Linked DNA regions of Mus musculus: regions 2 and 3 are each linked to region 1. The links are chromatin contacts, called in public Hi-C maps. All regions are on one chromosome and are shown on one strand. The core of a region is the stretch at or near the end of the contact, and the rest is flanking DNA. Distances in the headings are between cores, read along the strand shown. Region 1 holds the start of Uchl3 (ubiquitin carboxyl-terminal esterase L3 (ubiquitin thiolesterase)). Region 2 holds the start of Ndfip2 (Nedd4 family interacting protein 2). Region 3 holds the start of Rbm26 (RNA binding motif protein 26).

Evidence for each region. Hi-C and Micro-C count contacts between places; a contact is called where the count stands out from the background.
Region 2: a Hi-C map of regulatory T cells shows a contact between it and region 1, with 12 times the contacts expected there. The contact joins the promoter of Ndfip2 here to the promoter of Uchl3 in region 1. A contact is called at or near these places in 1 of 39 promoter capture datasets (pre-B cells) and 2 of 484 Hi-C or Micro-C datasets (CD4 T cells and regulatory T cells).
Region 3: a contact with region 1 is called in a Hi-C map of CD8 T cells, with 5 times the contacts expected there. The contact joins the promoter of Rbm26 here to the promoter of Uchl3 in region 1. A contact is called at or near these places in 1 of 39 promoter capture datasets (pre-B cells) and 2 of 484 Hi-C or Micro-C datasets (CD4 T cells and CD8 T cells).

Annotation. Positions count from the first base shown.
Region 1 is chr14:101,652,301-101,656,220 of GRCm38.p6, forward strand. It overlaps Uchl3 (ubiquitin carboxyl-terminal esterase L3 (ubiquitin thiolesterase)), which reads left to right and starts at 1,667. Exons shown (of 9, transcript NM_016723.2): 1 at 1,667-1,805; 2 at 1,908-1,919. The coding sequence starts at 1,764.
Region 2 is chr14:105,256,854-105,260,773 of GRCm38.p6, forward strand. Ndfip2 (Nedd4 family interacting protein 2) reads left to right here and starts at 1,770. Exons shown (of 8, transcript NM_029561.5): 1 at 1,770-2,149. The coding sequence starts at 1,820.
Region 3 is chr14:105,175,101-105,179,020 of GRCm38.p6, forward strand. Rbm26 (RNA binding motif protein 26) reads right to left here and starts at 2,214. Exons shown (of 22, transcript NM_001368684.1): 1 at 1,682-2,214. The coding sequence starts at 1,752.

The sequences.
Region 1 (3,920 bases), core at 417-2,916:
CTAGGACCACTTCTCTATGGCAAAAGACACATTATTGCTACCATCCATGTTTGGTGAAGACTTTCCAGTGTGGATGCTTTGGGGTCTCCTATGCGTTTTGCCAACAATTCATTCTCCACGGTGTGTTAGCTAAGCCTGGTTTTCTCACTGGTGTCTCAAGGTAAACTTTAGTAGGATTGTATTTTGGTTTGCTGTTGAGTTATGAGGAAGCAGACATGGTATGTCTAACAGGGAAGAAATTCTCGTGATAGAGGGATAAGGATGTTGTGTGGCGTATTGGCCAAGCACTAAGAGGAGAAACAAAATGCAGAACTGCAGGAGTCTGGAGAAAAGCGGCTGTCTGAAAATTCCCCTGGCACCCCAAACAGCCCCAGTAGAGACTGAGACTATAGCAAGCACCACAAGAGATCAGGCAACTGCAGCTAACCGATCATGAGCCCAGCATTGCCAGATTTACCAAGTCATGAGGTTGGACAGATATGGCATCAAGCCATCAGACAAATAGGGAGGAGTCAAGGGATTACAAGAGTCACCGGGTTATAAAAATAATAGCCAGAGCATGCGTGGGAGAGTTGGAAATTTCCCAAGAAGGACAAATTCAGCATAATAATATTTTTCTCACTTCTTAACTAACCTTTCCCTGAAATCCTTCTCTTCGATACAGAATAGTAATATATATCAGATCAAATTTCTGGAGTCCTGCCATGACTCTTGGTTCCTACATATCAAAAGGATTGCTCCTTGAAATATCTTCTGCTTCTCTGTCTTCATAAATGTTACCTTGTGTCAACTTTCCTGTTTTTGCATTTCCCCACATAACTGACAGATGGTATTTCTGCATACATGATTATTCCACTTCTCTCTCCTTTGTGACACTGAGATTGGGCCCAGGGCCTCAAGCATGCTAGACAAGTGCTCTACCATTTCTCAAATAGCCCTTGAGAAATCTCCTATGTACTAGCCATTGAGTTAAACCCTGAAAAACAAACAAACAAACAAACAAACAAACAAAATCATTACATTTGTCATCCTGAAATTTAGTGGGATGGCGAATGGATTTCAAAATGCTGTTTAAAGTCCTTCAGTTTGTACCAAACAGTACATTGCCTGATTTCCTCTTTGTAGTGGCTCCATATTGTTTCTCAAGCAGAACTGAGTATCTATCTACCTATCACCTATATCCACCATTTACCTATTACCTGTATCTCGGGCAGTGCAATAACAGATAAGGCCAACATATCATTCCAGTATCCTCACAAAGGAGCAGGAAGACCATGATTCCAAGGAGTCAACCCCTCTGGCTTGGCTGCCTTAAGGCTAGCAAACCGGTCCCACTCTCACAGAGTAGGAATCCATGACGCGCCCCCTAGAGCTTCTGGTTGGCATTGCAAGAAGGTGAGGTTGCCTGCGAGCACGCGGCCCGGTGGCGCATGCGTAGAACTCGGGAGCTCGCTCGGGGGAAGGGAGAGTCCAAGTGTGAGGGGAGTTCACCGTTGATCAAAGCTTCTTTTTCTCATGAACTAGGACATGGCTCAGGCTTATCAGTTTAATTTGCCTTTTAACTTCATTAGTAACTCCAGGGCTGAGTCTCCGTAGGGAGAGATCAAGCGTCTTGGGGGTCGTGGAAGTCCATTCGTTGGTTTCCCCCTCGGGGCGGCGTTTGGATGGTGCCGGCCGGAGCGCGCGGGGGCGGAAGCGGCGGCGGCGGCGGCTGCGGCGGTGGTGGCGGCTGTCAGAGCTGGAGAGCGGCCGGCGGAGCAGTCATGGAGGGTCAACGCTGGCTGCCGCTGGAGGCCAACCCTGAGGTGAGCGCGGCCGGGTTCCGCAGCCAGGGCCTGAGCGGGTCGGGAGGCCGGCGCCAGCCCGCATGCGCGCGTCGCTAAACCCTCTTCTGTGTCTCGTTTCAGGTCACCAACCAGGTGAGTGCGGTCGGTGCCTGTCACCCCGGACCCCGGAGTCCTTCCCGCCTTCCCCGCCAGCCTCCCCGCTGGCCTTCACCTCTGCATCCCCAAGGATCCAGGGATCTCATCCCGGGCGGGCAGGCGGCCCCAGGCTGCGGCTGTGGGCGGCTCCGCCCCTCTCGGGCCACCACCTGGCTCGGGGAGATGCCGGTGCAGCGAGCGTCCTCTGTCCCTCCGTCGGACCCCGCGTCGCCGGCGCTGCCTGGGGCACCCGGGGTCTGAGGTTTGGTAGCCCCTCGCCTGGTATCCCCACCCCGTGCCTTTCCCCATCTTGGTTCGTCTCCTTGCCGTTGCGGGTTCCATCCTGTTCCTTGACCCTGTCCCTTCTAAGGTGACTAATTTGCCAACACTTCCTGACTCCCGGCTTTGTAAACTTGCCCACCCAGTTCTGGTAATTCCATCCACCTCCTGTACAATGAAATCACCTTTCAGTCATCTCTTGCCCCATCGAGGTCCTTCTCTTCCCTGCCACGCCCCCTTTCTCTCCCCGTCTTTCGAAGGTGGACCTGGTCCTTGCCTCCTGTACCACACAAAGCCCGGTTTAATGGTTGTCCTGCAATGCGTAGCCACCTGCTACTCTTAAAAGGGAGTTTGTTTTGGATACTGAAGGTTGGGGCTTGGGATGCCTTTCAGACCCCAAATTAGGTGGTGGAATGCATATATATATATATATATATTTGCACAGATATGTATTAATTAGCCTTTTTTTCTGCTCTCAGATTTAGTTCACCTTTAACAGTTCTCTTAGTTTGTTATATAGTTTTCTTCCTTTTCTTCCATCTTTCTTCTCATAACCGAAGGATAAAGATCTATTATCAACGTTTAAAAATGCTTTTTTGAGACCAGACATCGTGGTACATGTCTGCCAGTATCAGCGTGTGGGAGGCTGAGGTAAAGAGGATTTTGAGTTCCAGCCCAGCCTGAATTGAAATGCTGCCTAAAAACCTGCTCCCTTCCTCCAATTATTATTATTATTATTGTTATTTTTAACGGTTTTTTTAAAAGCATTTTAGCAAATTCTTTGTATAAAACACACAGGCTTTATGTTAGAGGTGACATCCTTTGTCTTTTGGAATTTTTGAAAGTGTTTTCATTTATTTTGTTTCATTTATTGTTTCATTGATTTCGGGTGGAGGTCAGAGGACAACTTTCTAGATTCAGTTCTCTCAGTCCCTCAGGTGGGTCCTTGGGATTAAACACAGGTCTTCTGTATTTGCTGGTGGGAGGAGCCTTGACTCACTGGCCTGACTCCCTGTAGCTTATGTGGGTTTGTTATATATTTTTGTTAGCATCAGTTCCTATCTTCTTAGTAAGGTGAACTGTGTAAAGTTTAAAAGCCAGCACTTCCCCGTTGCCTTGCTGTTCACAGCACCCTTTCTGGAAGAGGCCAAATTCCTTTTGTTCTTGACTTTGAAATTTGCTCATCTCTTTCCCTAGTGCATTTTATTTTGTCAAGAGAAAAATCTCAAAGAATTTCCAACTTCTGTGCATAAGAAGAAGTGTGTATTTGAGCTGTAAAGCAAAGTGATTTTTACACTTTAGCGATAGCAATTTACTATATATGTGATAGCTTTCGCTCCATTGATCTGTCTGTTCCTCTTTCGGTTATCGTTCTCTTTGTTGTGGCTTTATAAGTCCTCAAATTGTATGAAGCCAGCATTGTACCTTTTCTGAATTGTTTAGGCTTTTCTAATTGCTTTACCTTCCAAATAAATTTTAGAATGCTTGTCAATCTGTACAGAAACTTGATTGGTGAATGTGGCAATTGGATAGACATATTCTGAGGGGTGTGTCTTTACTACAGTGGATCTTGTCATCTTTGACCAAGGTGGATCATCACTTAATTAGGTCTTTGATTTCTCCATCGGTGTTTGATAGTTTGAGCACATAGCTCTTGGGAAAAAGATTATTGGATACCTACAAATTTGATGATTTGAGGCGCTCTTGTAAATGGTATTG
Region 2 (3,920 bases), core at 520-3,019, 3.6 Mb after region 1:
ATATTGGGATCTAATTTTTCTTTGCTAACACTGGGTGTTGTTTAGCTCATGAAAGGCAATTCTATTCAGGATGATACTGTAAGGAGTTGGCACTTGTGCTAATAATATCGATTAAATTAGGATCTAAAATATACTACATTGGAACACATGAAGAAAATTAGGTATGACAACACCAATTGCTTTTTATTATTTCTGGTCTGGCAATGCTAATATTAGATATTTTAAGATGATCCTAATAGAGATCTGATAAATCATCTGAAAAATAAAAATATCAGAAAGACTTAACTTTTCTAGCTACAACTATACAAAGTTTATTGAACTTTGTTGGATCTGGCCAGTTGTACCAGTCTCATCTGGCTTCCTTTCTTTCGGCAATCTCATCTGCACATGTATGAAGCAAAGTGAGAGATGGTCTCCAGGTTTCCCTCCCCGGATCCCCAGGAGATCTCCATAGTAAGAACAGTTATGGGGAAAGGGCTTGATTATCTTAAAAAGAACAGTTGGGCCAGATCGAGTAGGGCCACAGATCTCAGGGTACAAGAAGCAGATGTTTGGGTTAAAAGGTACCTTTTGCTGGTCTGCCATAGTCTTCTAATTGTTAGAGAAACATGCTCTGTGCCGAGAGAGAGAGAGAGAGAGAGAGAGAGAGAGAGAGAGAGAGAGAGAGAGAGAGAAAAGAAGAAGAAGAAGGAGGAGGAGGAGGAGGAGGAGGAAGAAGAAGACAAAGACGAAGATGAAGAAGAAAAGGAGAAGAAGAAGAAAAGGAAAAGAAGAAAAGAAAAAGAAAAGAAAGAAAAAGGAGAAGAAAAAGGAGAAAAAGAGAAAGAAAAAGAAGGAAGAAGAAAGAAAAAGAAGAAGGAAGAAGAAAGAAGGAGAAAGAAGGAGGGAGGAGAGGAGAGGAGAGGAGAGAGAGGTGTCACAGGGTATTATGATGCGCCACAAAAACTGATTCTTTACCATTATCTTAGGAATATCTGAGTATTATTAGCACACACACAAAAATCCTACCTCACTTCATTATTTTCTTCTGTCCTTCCCATTTCCTATTTCTAAAGGCCTCTTTCTCTGTATGTCATCAGAATATGTTTGAAGAATTTGTAAATCTCTTAGAAACAAGGGGGCAAAAGAAAGAGGAGGGTAAAGCCCTATTCAGGATTTTCAGAGTAATGAAACTGTTCAGTATGATATATAATAGTTAGGGTATATTTGTCAGAACTCCTACAACGTACAATGTTCAAAATGAACTCCAATGCAATCTATTATGGATTCTAAGTGATTGACAATGGTACGCTGTCAAATGGGTTTAACATTTGTCACAAATGAGCTGTTCTACTGAGGAAGGCTACGCGTGCTCAGAAGCAAGACTGTCTTTTTTTTTTCCTTCCTCGAAATTTTACTGTGACTTTAAAGCTGATTTTATATATGTATATGTGGTCTTTGTATATGTATATGTCCCTGGTATTTGGTAATTCATTACCTCATTAATGATTTCGAATGAGCGCCTTTTTAGGCCTGTCCTGAGATGGATCTCTTTGAGATGCTCTAGGCTGGGGACTAATAAAAGGGCGACCTGTCCTCAGGTGCTCTAGGAATGCAGCGCCTCCACCCTCCGCAGTGACGATGCATCCTCTCGCCCCACAGTGAAACCTGCCCTCACAGGAAAATCCAATCAAGTGGGACGATTTTTTTTTTTTTTTTCTTTTCCGCTTCGGTTGCCACCGCCCACTGTCGACTAGATGACAACCTAGAGGGCTCCCGGGGACTTGCCTGACTCTTCCATCTCCTCCCACCTAGGGACACCTCCGGAGCCGGGCGGCGGATGGGACGCCGGCGGAGCCAGAGAGCATGCGCGTCCGCGCCGAGCATGCTCAGTAGCGCGCGCGGCTCCCCGGAGCTCCGGCGCCGATCGGCGAGCGACGCGGAGCTCTCCGCTGGAGCCGAGGGAGCGACAGGAAGTGAAGCGGCCCCGCCAGGCGACCTCGGCGGCAGAACCCGAGGCGGCGGAAGAGGCTCTGCGGCGGCGGCGGCGACGACGTCGACCCGGGAGGCCGAGGGAGCTGAGCGCCGAGGGGACACGCCCGCTCGGAAGCCGGACCCCGAGGCGGGCAGGATGGATCACCACCAGCTGGGGACTGGTCGCTACCAGGTGGTGAGTGCGCGGGCCCCGGGGAGGACGCTGGCCTCGGGGCGTCCCGGCGGGCCCCTTCCCGCCCAGCCCACCTCTCCGCCAGCCCCCGGCCGCAGTCGACGGCCAGCGCCCCGCCGAGCCCCCTCCCCGGCGACGCTCCCCGACTCACCCCGGCTGGCTTTCTTTCCCCTCCTTCTTCCCTGACTCACACACCCGTGAGCAGTGAGTGGTGTCCCCCTGCGGCGGGGCAGGGTGCAGGTACCTGTCAGGGAGTCGACCCGACCGGTGGCCTGAATTGTGTGAGGTTATAGAGTGGGGTGCAGCAGGGCTACAACCGGCGTGAGGGGTAGAGAAGAGCTGTGATGGGGAAGGTGCCTCTCTTCTAGTTAACCTTGTCATTTTGCCCTTTTCCATTGTGTTAGTATTACAGTGATCGTTTTTTTTTTCTTTTTTTTTTAAATCTGTTCCTGCTTTGCCTGTGTTCGTGTGTGCAGCGCTTTATTAGAAAAAAAAATCAAACCTTGTTTGAAATGAAATAGTTTTCATTTAATACAGAGTTTTAAAATCACTCAAGTATGTAAACCACCAGCTATGCTTAATGAGTGAAATGCGCCCTGTATTTTCTTTGTCAGAATCTCTGTATTTTACACCCTGTGTGTTTTAGTGATGTCATTGGAGATAAATATTGTGAATAGCATTGTCAGCAATATTTACTTTATTGCGTTTTCACTTATAAACTTTTAGATAATTTAGTGGAACATAGTTACGGGGGGAGAGAAGAAAAGCATTTGTGCATATTGTTGCTATTGCGTGTCGGGTTTATAAGATTGCACAGTTAGTCCTATATGTCATCTTTTCTGTCTGTCTGCATGTGTGTTGTGCCTTTTGACAAATCTGAAGGATTGTGGTAGAGACTTAAATTTTCATTTTTTCTTTGGTAAGAATTCTCTGTCATTTGTGTCTATTTGCTATAGCATGGCCAGGTGATTTAGATTATGAACTTTCTGAAAATTATCAACATTTTCAGAATGGCTTAGGAAATAGAAATCTTGCCAGTTTATTGAAGGTGCTTTTCAAGTTGTCAGCTTTGGGTAACTTTATATTTTTTAAAAGACATTGTTCCCTTTCTAAGTGTTTGCAAAAAAAAAAAAAGCCACGTAATTTTATCATTGATACTTGTTTTACTTCTCAAATCTTACCCACTTCTGTTTGTGTCTCTAAGTGATATAATTTGATTTGAATTCTTTCTTTGGGTTGCTTTTCCTTATTGGGCTCAACCATGGATGATACTTAAAATAGTGTTAATAGTTTTAATTTATTATATTGTCTCTTTTGCTTTTGATGGAGGTAACTAGTTGAGACTATTTTTTTCTCTCAAAATCTCTTCAGATAATGTTGGAGTTTACTTTTGTCTAAACTTTGAAAGAAGGTATAAAATACTACATTTTTTTCCCTTCAAAACTGAAGCTGTGTCCTATAAAGACTTTGAGTGGGTGGAGCCACTCTGTAAGGGCAGAGGGCAGAAATCAGTCATTCTAAATAAATTATTTCTTTTAGATAGAATATTATTTTTTATGGGGAGAAGCATTGGAGAATTTTATTATAGTCTAAATTTGTATTTTCATTCTTTTACTTTTGTGGTTACATAGTAAGTTCGTGTGTTTAGGATGATAAACTGCCCTCCTCCCTTTTTTTTTTGCGAGTAGCTTTGTCTGGGAAAACGGCATAGATACAACTGAGTTTGAGTTTTGCGTAGACTCGGTAGCTGGGGTTCAGTCTGGAAGCTTAGCTT
Region 3 (3,920 bases), core at 964-3,463, 3.5 Mb after region 1:
CTAGTAGCATGACATTGTATCTCTCTAGTCCTGGCCCACTTTCTAGAGCATCCAACTTTCCTTAAGAAGAATAACTAGTACCTCACACATCATCATCACAGCATGTCAGCAGCCATTCCCTTCCCCTCCTGGATTGCCCTCCACCTTTTACATCATCCATCCAGCTGTTAAAGCTAACTTTGAGGCTTCACACTTGATTTTTCCTTTCCTTTCCCTTCCTTTCCCTTCCTTTCCTCCACATCACTGTATCGGGAAGTTCTAGCAGACCTACTTGTGAAGTACATGTGGTTCCATCTCCACCATCATCCAATCGCAGTCTCAGCCTACAGTACGTTCAACGGAGTGTCCCTTCATTTAAATCTTACCACCTTCAGTCTCCACAAACCACCCTTACTTGAAGTCAAATCAGTCCTGGCCTGCTTTAAATAACCTCTGTTCCAAGTGTGTGTTAATAAGATCTTAATTCCCAGCCTGGACCTAAAGCTGGCCCCTGTCTACTGATTCCATGTCTTTCCTCTCTCTTCCCTATTCTTACTCTTTTTTGAACAAACCACATTGATCACGTATGTCCTCTACTAGGCCTTTCAGCTATTCTTCATTCTGAAAATGCATCATTCCTCGGAAATAGTGGGGCCTTTTCTCCTCTTTTAAGTTTTATTAACTATTCCTTGCTCAGACAGTTTCACTGACCAACAACCCTGAAGCAGCAGACCCCATTCAAACCACGGTTACATGGTCCTCTACTATCATAATGGCCATAACTGGGCATAGCTGAAGTGTATCTTATTGCAGCTTATCAACCCAGGAGAATGTTAAAGTCCTGTCCCAAAGCTCCCCACAGTATATGGTAAAAACTTAACGCATGCATTAAATAAGTGAATTACCTGCCACTGCATTTCAAGTTGCTATTGTAAATCAACGATGCAGAAAACAACCTATGATGTATTTTGCATTAAATAAATACATAAAATATTCCTAAAATCTTTCAATATTTCAACAGTCGCACAAACTACTCAATTTCTCCTTAAATGCCAAATATTCCATACGGATAGAGATTTGGGTTTGTTGGTTTTTTTCCCCCTTCTTCAAAGTAATAGGATGTAGGTGGCAAGGGGTCTGGGGCTTCCTGGGCTTAGCACCTGTTACATCTTCAATCAGTTAAGAGAGGTGCGTATGAGCCACACACCACATGGAAGACGTGGCCTTTCTTTAAGGGACTGTAAGCGAAACCTTAGGTTTTTAAACTCGAACTTCCCTGATCCCTAAGAAAAAGCCATGCACTTCGTCTTAAGAAGCACTGTGGAACTATCTACCACCGGGAGGAGAAGCTAGCACTCGGGAGGAGCCGAGAAGCCGATGTGGAGGGCCTCGGAAGACACACACAGGTGTACGGGGAAGTTTGCCATCGGTCTGCCTATAACGGGAAAGGGGAAAGCAAAGCAGGGCACACCGGTTCAAAGATCAGCTCGACCATTACAATCAAGCCCAGCTCCAGCTTTGGCTATGTTGAGCCTGGACGGGAAGGTGGGCGAACAGAGAAAGCAGAGCCTTGGGGGGACTCCCCACCTCCCGGTTCTTCGCTTCGGCCTCCACCACTGAGTAAACTGCCCCGATCGGGGCGCCCGCCTGTCCACCACCGCCATCCCTGCGAGCGAGCACTGCTCCCCCGGGGGTTACTCACATGGGCTCGAGGGTCTTGCTGAGCCAGGACTTGAGCGCCTCGAAGTTTTCGATGATCATCTTAGAAACCATCCACCGCGGCCCCGAGGCCGGCCTCGCTCCTGCGCTCGCCCAGGTCGCCGCCGCCGCCCCCTCCTCCGCGCGCCGTCCGCGTGGGCAGCGGTGGGAGGTGCCGGTGGCAGGTCCCCGCGAGCCGCGGGTCGGCGAGCACCTCGGCGGGGGCCGCCGCAGGCCACGCGCCCACCGGGTCCCCGGAGCTTCTCCCCTCGGCGGACCCTGGCCCGGGCTGAGGCAGCAACCGTTTGCCGGCCGGGCCCTCCCCCCTGCCCCGCTCCCCCAGTGAATCTTCCCGAAGGGGAGCCGAACGCGCTCCGACCCGGGCTCTCCTCTCAGCTTTGGGATTAGGTGCTTGGTTGGTGGCCACGCGGCAGAGCAGACGTGAAGAAAAGCGACAACGAAGGGCGGCTCAATGGGAACGGTTCGGGGGTCTTCCCGGCTTCCAGCACCCCCAAGAAGATGGCTGCCGGTAAATCTCGCGAGAATGAGTGCGAGTCTCGCGGTGCGGCCCGGAGCATGCTGGGAAGAGACGCAAGTTCGGCCGGGTGAGAGCTGGGCAAATCCAGTAGTGGATCGAGGATTGACCAATCGCAAGGGTTGAGGCCTCGGTCCCCTTTTATCCATCGGCCTTCGTGGTGAATAAGCACAAGCGCCGTCTTACTTCACCAGGATGGAGTGGCCGCGGGCTCCCAGGCCTTGTCCTCTGAGAGGATTGTGCTTGTCAGCACGAGTGAACCTAGAAGATGGGAGCTCTCCATAAGAAGACGGCCAGCAGTGTTTGCAGGGGTCCTGCACTGTGCGACCTGCCCTCGGTGTCACAGCATCCTCCAGTACCATCTTCTGTGTGTGCTGCCCCGTGCACACGATGGGTAAACACACACTGGTCTAATCTAACCCACCGAGACCTCCAGAGGATTAGTGTTCTTATCCCAAAGTACAGGACTTTTTGGCCAAGGTCTAATGACCTATGGATGCCCCAAACCAAAGATACCTTGTTGATTTCCAACCTACAAGAGAAAAAAAAAAAAAAAAAAAAAAAAAAAAACAGTTTTGTTACATTTTAAATTCTGTTCATTTAGAAAAGTTTCAACTTTTCTCCAAGAAATTACAATGTACTAAAGAAGAGCATTCAAACCAGCATCCTATATACATCATAGGTGGTCCCGCAAGTTTGGTTCTATTATATTATTAGGAGACTACCAAAGACTAGTAGGCAATGGGCCACAATGGAATGAAAAAATAGTGGAATGGACAAATGGAATGAAAAAGTAGTCCACGAGTCTAAAGACACGGTCGGTGAACCATAAAGAAAGTCTTGATGCGACAGAATTTGCAATATGCTGGAGTGGAGTGTCCTTTAAGCATTAACTAAAAAGGTTATAAAATACAAAGCTAGACGTTTGCTCTAAAATATGATGCCATGAGTGAGACGTTAATTAGATTTAAGCTAATGAAGAATTAAGATATTAATTAAGATGATTTAGCTAACTGAAATACCGCAGATATGAAAAGACAAAATATTTAGAATTCCATTTCTAGAGGTTGCTAGAGTCCCAGGAGTGACCGAATGCAGAATGGTGGTTGCCAGGAGGCAAAGGGGGATCTTGAGAATTACGTCTCAGTGATGCAGAGTTTCAGTTTGGAATGATAAGAGTTCTGAAACAGTTGGTGACTGAACAGTTTGACTATACATCTAATGCCATGAAGTTGTACACATACAATTATTAAAATGGTAAACTTTAGGTTACATATAGAATGTATAAATAATATACTATTGAGAATCGCGTGTTTCTGTTTAAAGGCACCATACCCAATATTGTCGATGAATCAATATTGACTCCTGTTCCCGGGCACTGTAGCACATGTTTAAACAAAGCCCGTATAGTCCATGTGCTTTTCTCTGTAAAATACATCATGGCCTTCTTATATGTGGGAACCATAGAAAGCACTCCACTGTTGCGTATGGAGAACGGGGGTATTTTAAATCACCAAGAAAAAACAATCTCATAAATGAAGAAAGTAAAACATAACCCCAAATGGGCCACCAAATGGGTCCTTATTTCCATTGTGAGAACTGAAAAAAAAAAAAAAATGAAGATATCCCCTTGTTCAACTTCAGCTGAGAACATACGCAGCGTTGGACTTAAATTGTTAGCCGCTCAGCGTATGGCCACAGTGAACTA